Linked DNA regions of Drosophila melanogaster: region 1 is linked to region 2. A link is a contact called in public Hi-C data. All regions are on one chromosome and are shown on one strand. The core of a region is the stretch at or near the end of the contact, and the rest is flanking DNA. Distances in the headings are between cores, read along the strand shown.

Region 1 (4,051 bases), core at 834-3,333, 260 kb after region 2:
TTATTCTATAATAATTCTCAACGCTCTACGCGGTCGGACAAAAGATTTCGCATGCATTTACTTGAATGATTTATACCCATTCGTATATACTCGTACGAAACTTCGGACACTCACAATTCATCTGAAATGGCCATCCTTAACCTTGAACCCCGGACGCATTAGTGCGCCAAAGTTAATAATTTAAATCAACTAATTGCGGCAATAATAGGCGAATTTATTTACGGCTGACTTTGGGCCGCCTGACCGACCGACCGACCAACAAGCTGCGAAAATTTCTATAATCGGCAAGAAGCAACGCTTAATTTGCAATGAATCCCCAGAAGCCGCACTGAATGAATGTGCCAAAAATTGAGGAACAAGATTTCAATACAATACCGTCTGAATTAACACGCTATAGAAGCTGTCAGAGAAACAAAAAAAAGGCAAAAAAAAATAGTAAAAGGAGAAAAAAGCCACAAGAAAAGTTCACAAGCCACGGCTAAAAGGCAGACACGCGTGTCTTGCCATTTGTTTATTGTTGATTTACTCGCTTTATTTTCGTTTTAGTCGGTAGCTGGTAGCTAGTATCTGGTAGTTGGTAGCTGGATAGCCCAGCGACAATGCCATTAAGATTAATGTTTATTATCTAGGCAGCAAGCCTACATGAAACTTGGGGGGGATAAAAAACACAGTGACGAGTAGCAATGAACCTTGTAAGGTCTGGGCTGCTGTCAAATGGCTTTATTTCATGTGCCACACACACATCAGTTGCAGCAGCAAGTCGCTCATAAATTTTGAATACATTTCAAACACCTGTAATCGTAAAAATCAGCACTTAGTCACCGCCGCCGCCGCCGCCGCCGCTCAAAATCCAAACAATTTGTGAACGCCAAAAAGTACACAGAAATAAAGAGCAATACCTAACAATAATGGTACATAGTTCAAAAGCGTTTCGATTGTTTGGCATCAGGGGTATTTGAACACAGGTAAGTGAACTATGTAGGTGGGTATACATATGTGTATTCGAATCAAAACAATCGCATAGACACATCATCCTTCACTTACTGCGAATTAAGTAAGCAACCGATTTGTTCGAACAGCTTCGCAGACTTCTCGAGAAATGTGGATAAACATATTTCAAGTATTTCTTTGAAATGTGATCTAGCTAAAAAGCTAAAGCTACTGAATCAATTTTATTTTCAACAAATACAGTTCCTGGGAATTTTCTATCATTTATGGATTCGCCAATTTATTAAGGTTTTTTGTCTCAGTTTTTAGTTTCAACTTGGTGCACAAAGCTGCTACTTTTCATTTTCGGCTTGCTTTCTTTATTTATAGAATTTACCTTTAATTTTCTGTAAGAATTATAATTTAATATTTTTCATGAACCACTGCAATTGACTATATTTCCTTGGCTATGACAGCTAAACTGAATATTTACGGCGCGTAAATATTTTGGCGCATTTTCCCCCGCTTCGCTGGACTGAAAATCACCAAGCGAACGAATTTCTTGTTCAATAATTTCACTCTTGGCAACCGACTATCAAACAACCTTTGCATTATTTTTGTTGCCATTGCAATATTGTTACTACAAGTGTCCCCTGGTTTGTTGTACAAACATAGCCACATATATTACATATGGCCACATATCGACTTGCACATGCAGACACTTACGTTTGTGGCCGAAATGAATATTTCGCGCTTTTTCGATTTGAGGGGCGCGATGGATGATGGGCTTAAAGAAATATTTTCTGATTAGCGTCGAGCTGGTGTGGTGGTGGTGTTTTGCTATTGCTGCTGCTTTTTAGACGGTTTTTGCCTCGCTTTTGGCCTTACCCACGTTTCTTGCCGTTTTCTTTTGCGTTTTTTTTCGGTTTTTTTTCTGAATATATTTTTTTTTACATATATGTTATGTTTTAGTGCTTTTCCAATTTCTTATTCACTTCATGTCTGCGCCCGCACACAGTTGCACACTCAGCGACGCAAGGGGGTTCACCATAGGCAGTACGCACTGTAAATTATGTGAGCTTTCAGCCGCCTTTGGCCGATTTTCGATTTTCAACCGCGACGTCAACGTTGTGCGCTCGAAATCTCGTTACTAACTAAAATAAACGAAGCGCGGCCCGACAAAAAAATCGACATCAGAGTGGCGATGTTTGTCTTTTGTTGTTGCAGCCGTCGACGGTAACCAAGCTCGCTCGCACACCTGCCCCTTCCCTCCCCTCACCACACCAACCCGCCGCCACGCCCCCTTATGCACGCCCCGGCTTCGAACGGCGGCAAGTTCAAGTCGCAATGTTAGGCTTGAACGGAAATGGCGGCTTAGCTAGTTTCTAGACAGCTTTTGTTTATAAATAAAAAATTATTCTAAGTCGCCTGGTAAATATTTTAAAAATTTTTGTTAGAATATTCTTTTTATTTTTTAAGTAAAAGTATTTATTTTTCATGGAATACATGTATAAAAATTCCTTACGATGTTGTAAGTAGTGTATTAAACCTACTTCTGAGTCATAGAATTTGACTTTCTTGCGAACAAGTTTTCTATAAATATATGTAATAATATGATACAATAGCTTAAAAAACCTATATTAAATAAATTCATAAAGATGTAGCTTAGCTCGTTTATAGCTCAATTCAAGTGTGAGTTCTCTGATCTCGAGCCGTCTGAGTCTGCGCTGATTTAAGTTCGAAACGAACTTCGGATCGAAGGCAAAACTTGCAAGCCGGCAAAAGTGAACTTGCGTGTTGCTGGACTGTTCGCAACATGTTGCTTCCGCTGGGAATTTCTTAGTGCCAATATACAAATTTTAATTGGAATGACTAACGAAAAATATTGTTTACCCGATTTCTACAACCTTGATTGTTCCTATTTGGGTAATTCAGAAAAATACTGCGTTAGCCAATTCAGAAACAGGCCTTCGCCTGAGGCATTCTTCCAAATGAGCTGAGTCGTCCTGTGATTACCAAAAATTCCAATTTGCTCGCTGAGCTCGACTTTGCACCTTTGTGCACTCAGCAGACAGTAAATTTCGAGTGAATCCCAACGTCTTCTTGTTGCCAGCGGCAAACCAAGGTGCCCCATGACGTCTAATATTTTCCCGAACTCGTTTGCTTACTCACACACGAAATTATGCCAGGAATGTTGGTGGGACCCGGGGCATCTGAACGGTGGTTGTTGTGACCGTCTGAGATTGCCCGTGGTTGAAAGTCGTCTGATTAATTCCGAATCGAGAGTGTATCCATGAACTTGGAGTATCTTCGTAGCGATAGAGTAGCGAGGCAAAAGCCGGTTAATAGCCAAAATGTTGGTCACATGGCAAGTGAGACGCGTGCCATGCGTAGAACTGCATTCCATTTGTTAGTCTGGGCTTATCCCGCACAATTAAGCCAAGTCCCTTTGCTGATTCATGTTCTGGCTAAAAAAGATCAGGTGATTTCATTTGCAGTTCGAAAAAACCCAATAAGCCATTGACACCAGTTTACGATTACCATTTCTGCAGAGTTTTACAATCGCAGTTCGGTTGGTAAAAGCAAATCTTACCGATTTTACGTCGCGGTCAGCATGTCCACTTACCTTGCGAGTCATTCGAACTCATTTCGGTCGAAACTGCAGCATTTTACTTTTTAGCCACGCGACTTTATCAATTTCCACCGAATTTGCATAAGTTAAATCGGGTGACGATATTGCAACCAAGCAAAAGGTCAATGAAATGGGGAAATCGTCTTTAAAAAAATACATTGTAACATCTTAATTATTGTCAATTTATGTTTTAAACTTTTGACTAGGTGGTCGTATCTTTTGATTGTCTCAATAGGCATAAGCCAAAGCTTCTACTTCTGGCCAAAAATGTCCATTAAACCTTTCCATTTCCATTTCCTAAGCAATATCTATCAGTTTCCTGTGTTTCTGCCATTGACATATGTCTAAACCTGAAATATGAGAGGAGGCTGAGTTGATTGAAAGATATACGCGTTCTTTATCTTAGTCAAACCGCGACTACTCACTGCAGTAGAAATTTCCGATAAAAAAGAAACAAAAAATCGCAAAAAATTCTAAATGAAACAAGTAAAA
Region 2 (4,474 bases), core at 1,834-4,333:
ATACCCTGTAAATATTTGTACAGTTGTCATTAAAAGCTTGTTTTAGCTTGATTTGTTTTAAACTTGATTTGGCCGAGAGCATCTAACTAATTTAATTGAACATAATGTTTTCCTTTTGCTGAAATATTTTGTATTTGGAACACAGGACCTCTTAAAGCAGATAGGGTATGCAAATCGTCCTTGATGATTTCCATTCGGTTATGGTTATTATGGCCAAAGTATTTTTTGGCGTCTACGTGTGTGTGTGTGTGTTTGTTAACCCGACAATGACGACGGATAGCGAATCCTGCCCGCTCCTGTGACCGCTGCCTCCTTTTGGAGCTCGACGAAACGCACGAAAGAGTCAAAATGGGGAGTCGATGGGTATAGAACCGCGTTTATAAGGGGGAAAAAAGAGGGAGTTTTTGGAGTTGGAAGCTTCAGAGACACGCACACCAAAAGCCAGGCTAAAACGCCGCCAGTCAAAAAATTTGCTGCTCTTCCTCGCGGTCCTTTTTTTTCGCCGCCCAGCTTTTCCCGGGAAAAAGCAGCAGGGAAAAGTGCAAAAAAATGTTTCGCACCCGCGGTGGCCAAAGTATTTCTGCTATTTCGGAATGGCGCCCGAAGAGGGACCGAGTGGCGTGGCGAGGACACACTGTTATTATTGCGTTTTTATGCATGCTCGCATATGGCGAATGTCCTTGGCCATGGTTACACCACATGATATACGGCATTAAAGTGGACCAAAAAAGGCGTGAGGATGAGGCCAGGGATTTGGGGTGCGAAAGTGGTTTTCACTGCGATATGTTTGGTTCCGGCAGTCTTAGTGGCCAGCTAGCGTGCTAAAAGTTTTTAAATATTTTAAGCTGCAGTGAATTATAGGCATCCATGGGATTCTCTCGCCCAAAAGTATCTGTGAAGTTAATTTTACAAATGAACTTACGTTGAATATTGGTTATGTTATTGTGGTATTTTGCTTAATCAAATTCAAATTCTCTACTATAACTACTAATAAGTTTAAACAATAAATAGACTAGCATCTTAGATACACGGTAATACATATCAAGATTTAAGTTTGGTTATCTGAGATACATTTCAATATCTGACATTGAAAATTGTATTTAGTACCATTTTGTTGAACATTACGAGTCTTTTTTAAATGATGCAATAATTAAGCATGTCATCAATCCCAGTTAAGGCTATCGTTTTTTGTGTATCATATTCTTTGGCGCCATCTCCCTTCCAAAGTTCACACATAGGTCAGGAGAGTATAAAAATCAATACCACGGCAATTAGGCGCCCAGCTCGTCCCCTTTCTTCGTCACTGGCTGTCCGATTTTGTGATTTATTAGTCAGTTAGAAAAAGAATACAAGGCGGAAATTAAGGACTCGGCTGGGAAAAAGTAAAGCAAACAACAATAAATTGAGTCAAATTAAGCATACGAATGCGTTCCCTGTCAATATTTGCATAGTCGAGTGAGACGTTCGTCTGGTGGCTTCGGTGCGGCATTCAGGTGGGGAGCCACTTAACACCTCCCGATTCCAAATCCAGATCAAATACTCCAGCAGGAACGTGGCTTATTAAGTCGAACGGATTACGCACTGCTCTGGGTGGGGATATGCTTGAATTGGGAAAGGGGGGAGTCAGGCACTTTCCACGCCGCACGATTTTCTTGCTACGTTCTCCATCATTTTCCTTAACCGTGCTGTATAGCGTGCACTCAAAAAAATATCTGTAAAATATCAGAATACTTTAAACAATTTTTGTGTTAGCACCATTTGAAAAACCCTTTGTTAAATTTAAAATGAATCAAATATAGTATATGAAATAGTATTATTACTTTCCTAAGGTATACATACTGAAGAAAGCTATTTATTTATTTAACACCATCATGCTAACGATTTTCTCTCTGTGTAGATAAACATCTAGAGCAGGTCACCTATTTGTATTTAGCTTTCCGATATCGAATGTCAGTTACCGTGGGGAATTCTTCACCATCCTCAATCGCTAGCTCTCGATTTCCCGCTCGGTTGGCCGCTCCGGTGTCAAAACAAACTGGAAAACGGTCTGAAACAGAGTCCGATTTTAAATCAGTCAAACAAACAGCGTGGTCCAATAATATTTGTAGATCGTAGAATCGACGTAGCTGACACCTCCATTGGGGAATGAGCGATGTAGTACATACCTTCATATAAGCACTTGGTACTAGGAATGTCGCCATGTGCACGAGTGGGTCGGTGGCCGGTCGGGGCTTATCAGTGGTGCAGTGGTATAGTGGTGCACTGGTGGCACCGACATTACCTGCTCACTTACCTGAGCCACTTACAGTGGTGGTACTCCAATTAATAGCTCTTCAAGTCCAAGTCAAAGTTGACAAATAGTTTGGTCAGTCGTGAGGTTCCTTGCCAAACTTTTGCTGCTGCTTGGAACTTTGTTATTAAAAGTTGGTACAATTATTATATAACTACAATATTATAAAAATATCACAAACTTTATTTATTCTTAAAAAGAATAATTGTTAGTTGCTATTACTTCTGCAGCTGGTGTAAAACAAACGTATTGTACTGATAAAGGTTTATCATATTATATAGCTTTAGTTCAATCTCACGATAAGGCAATTCGTGCATTACGATAGAAAATGCGATAGTGAAATTGAACGCATATTTGTTTTTAATGCTTTGTTGAAATATTTTTATTTATTATTATATTATTTTTAATATCCTTATATCAAATTCTTAATTTCCAGTGCTTACTCAGAAAATTATTCTTAAGCAGTCGCTCTCAAACTGTAGTCAAACTGTCAAGTTAGAATGTTCGAATCGAGCCAGCTCATGTTCGAATCGAACTTCAGTCAACAAATAACAACTAACTCACATGACAAATAAAAAACAATAAAAAAAACAAAAAAAAAAATAATAATAATTTTATTTTACGTTTATACGTTTTACAATAATTATTTTTGCGTATGTTTCAGCGGTTATTAGACAATAGTTTAATTTCATTCGAACTTGAAGAAGTTCGGTATGAAGAAGTTGGTTCGCTCAGTCGAACGCATTCGAGTTCGAATTGAAACCTCGACTGCGGAAGCAAGTTATTCCACTGCCAGTCGTTCAAAAATCTCAAGCGGATCGGTCGTGTTGCGGATGCCCAAAATCGAAATTGGTCGCGTTCAAAAGTTAGGCGCGTAATCAAAGTGGCAAGAAAGTTGAATAGAAAGAAAACAAACTGCAAAATATATATATAAAAAAAAACAAAGGACATTTTTAACAAAATTTGTGAAAAGTGAATTTTCCAAGGACTTGAAATTGAATTCAAAGTGAAGATTGGTAAAAAGTGTGGTACTGTTGAGATACCAAAAACTACGAACTAAACAAAAATTGCGCAAGTTTCAAATGTGGAAAACAATTTATGATTTGGTTTTAACGCACAAGTTGTAAACAAGAAACAGGATTTTAAACGCGATTTTATTAAAGTGTAAAGTGAATAATTCGAGGATTACCAAAGACATGTTGTCCCAAAGAGTGCAACCCAACTAAAGCGAGGATAAAACCGATTTAAACAGGACCTCTGACCTCGCCAACTCAATCCGAATCGCATTGCTCTTGCGGATTATAACCACCAGACATGGAGGACGAACTGCGCTGTCCCACGTGCAAGCAGCTGTACGCCAATCCGGTGCTGCTGCCATGTTTCCACGCCCTCTGCCTGGGCTGTGCCCTGGACATCCAGACGCCGTACAGTCCGGGATCGGCTCTACCGGGCGCTGTCAACGGAGCGGGTGCAGCTTCGGCAGCGGGACACAATGGGTTGCATGGCAATGGAGGCGGTGCCGGCGGCGGAGCAGCTGCTCCAGTCACAAATCCCAATGGACCCGGCACACGGCACAGCTCGCACAGCTCCGCTGCCAGCACGGCCAGCTCGAATACCGGAAGCGAGAGCGTCACCTCCGACCAGGATCAGTCGGACAAGGTGAGCATCTTCAGCGAGGCGGACTCGGGCGTGGTCTGCTGCTCGAACACATCGCGTCCGGTGTCCTATGCCGGCACAGGACTGCTGCCAGGAGTGGGCAATGTGGTGGCACCGCCTGGAGCCGCCTACTGTCTCACCTGTCCGCTCTGCCGCAAGCTCGTCTTCTTCGACGACGGAGGCGTTAGGAATCTGCCCACCTACCGCGCCATGGAGGCCATTGTGGATCGCTTTTGCGCCCGCGAGGCCCTCCGCTGCCAGATGTGCGAGACCGATCCCAAGGTCGCTTCCCTGATCTGCGAGCAGTGCGAGATTCGCTACTGCGACGCCTGCCGCGAGTTGACCCACCCCGCCCGCGGACCGCTGGCCAAGCACACGCTGGTCAAGCCGCGCGGCGCCGCCCAGCAGAGGGAGTCCGTCTGCGGGGAGCACGAGGAGACCCTCTCCCAGTACTGCCTCAGCTGCAAGGCTCCCGCCTGCGGACTTTGCATCGGAGAATTGCGCCACCAGGCACACGACGTCCAGTCC

What was found. Hi-C and Micro-C count contacts between places; a contact is called where the count stands out from the background.
Region 1: a contact with region 2 is called in a Hi-C map of the Kc167 cell line, with 1.6 times the contacts expected there. The contact joins the promoter of CG31869 here to the promoter of Trim9 in region 2. A contact is called at or near these places in 19 of 107 Hi-C or Micro-C datasets (the D17-c3 cell line, the Kc167 cell line, the OSC cell line and 9 more).

The regions. Positions count from the first base shown.
Region 1 is chr2L:10,799,026-10,803,076 of dm6, forward strand. CG31869 reads right to left here and starts at 2,084. Exons shown (of 7, transcript NM_164944.4): 1 at 1,654-2,084. lncRNA:CR44581 (long non-coding RNA:CR44581) reads right to left here and starts at 3,776. Exons shown (of 2, transcript NR_124184.1): 1 at 3,554-3,776; 2 at 2,570-3,395.
Region 2 is chr2L:10,541,800-10,546,273 of dm6, forward strand. It overlaps Trim9 (Tripartite motif containing 9), which reads left to right and starts at 3,084. Exons shown (of 10, transcript NM_001201857.2): 1 at 3,084-4,474. The coding sequence starts at 3,605. lncRNA:CR44618 (long non-coding RNA:CR44618) reads right to left here and starts at 1,723. Exons shown (of 1, transcript NR_124178.1): 1 at 1,061-1,723.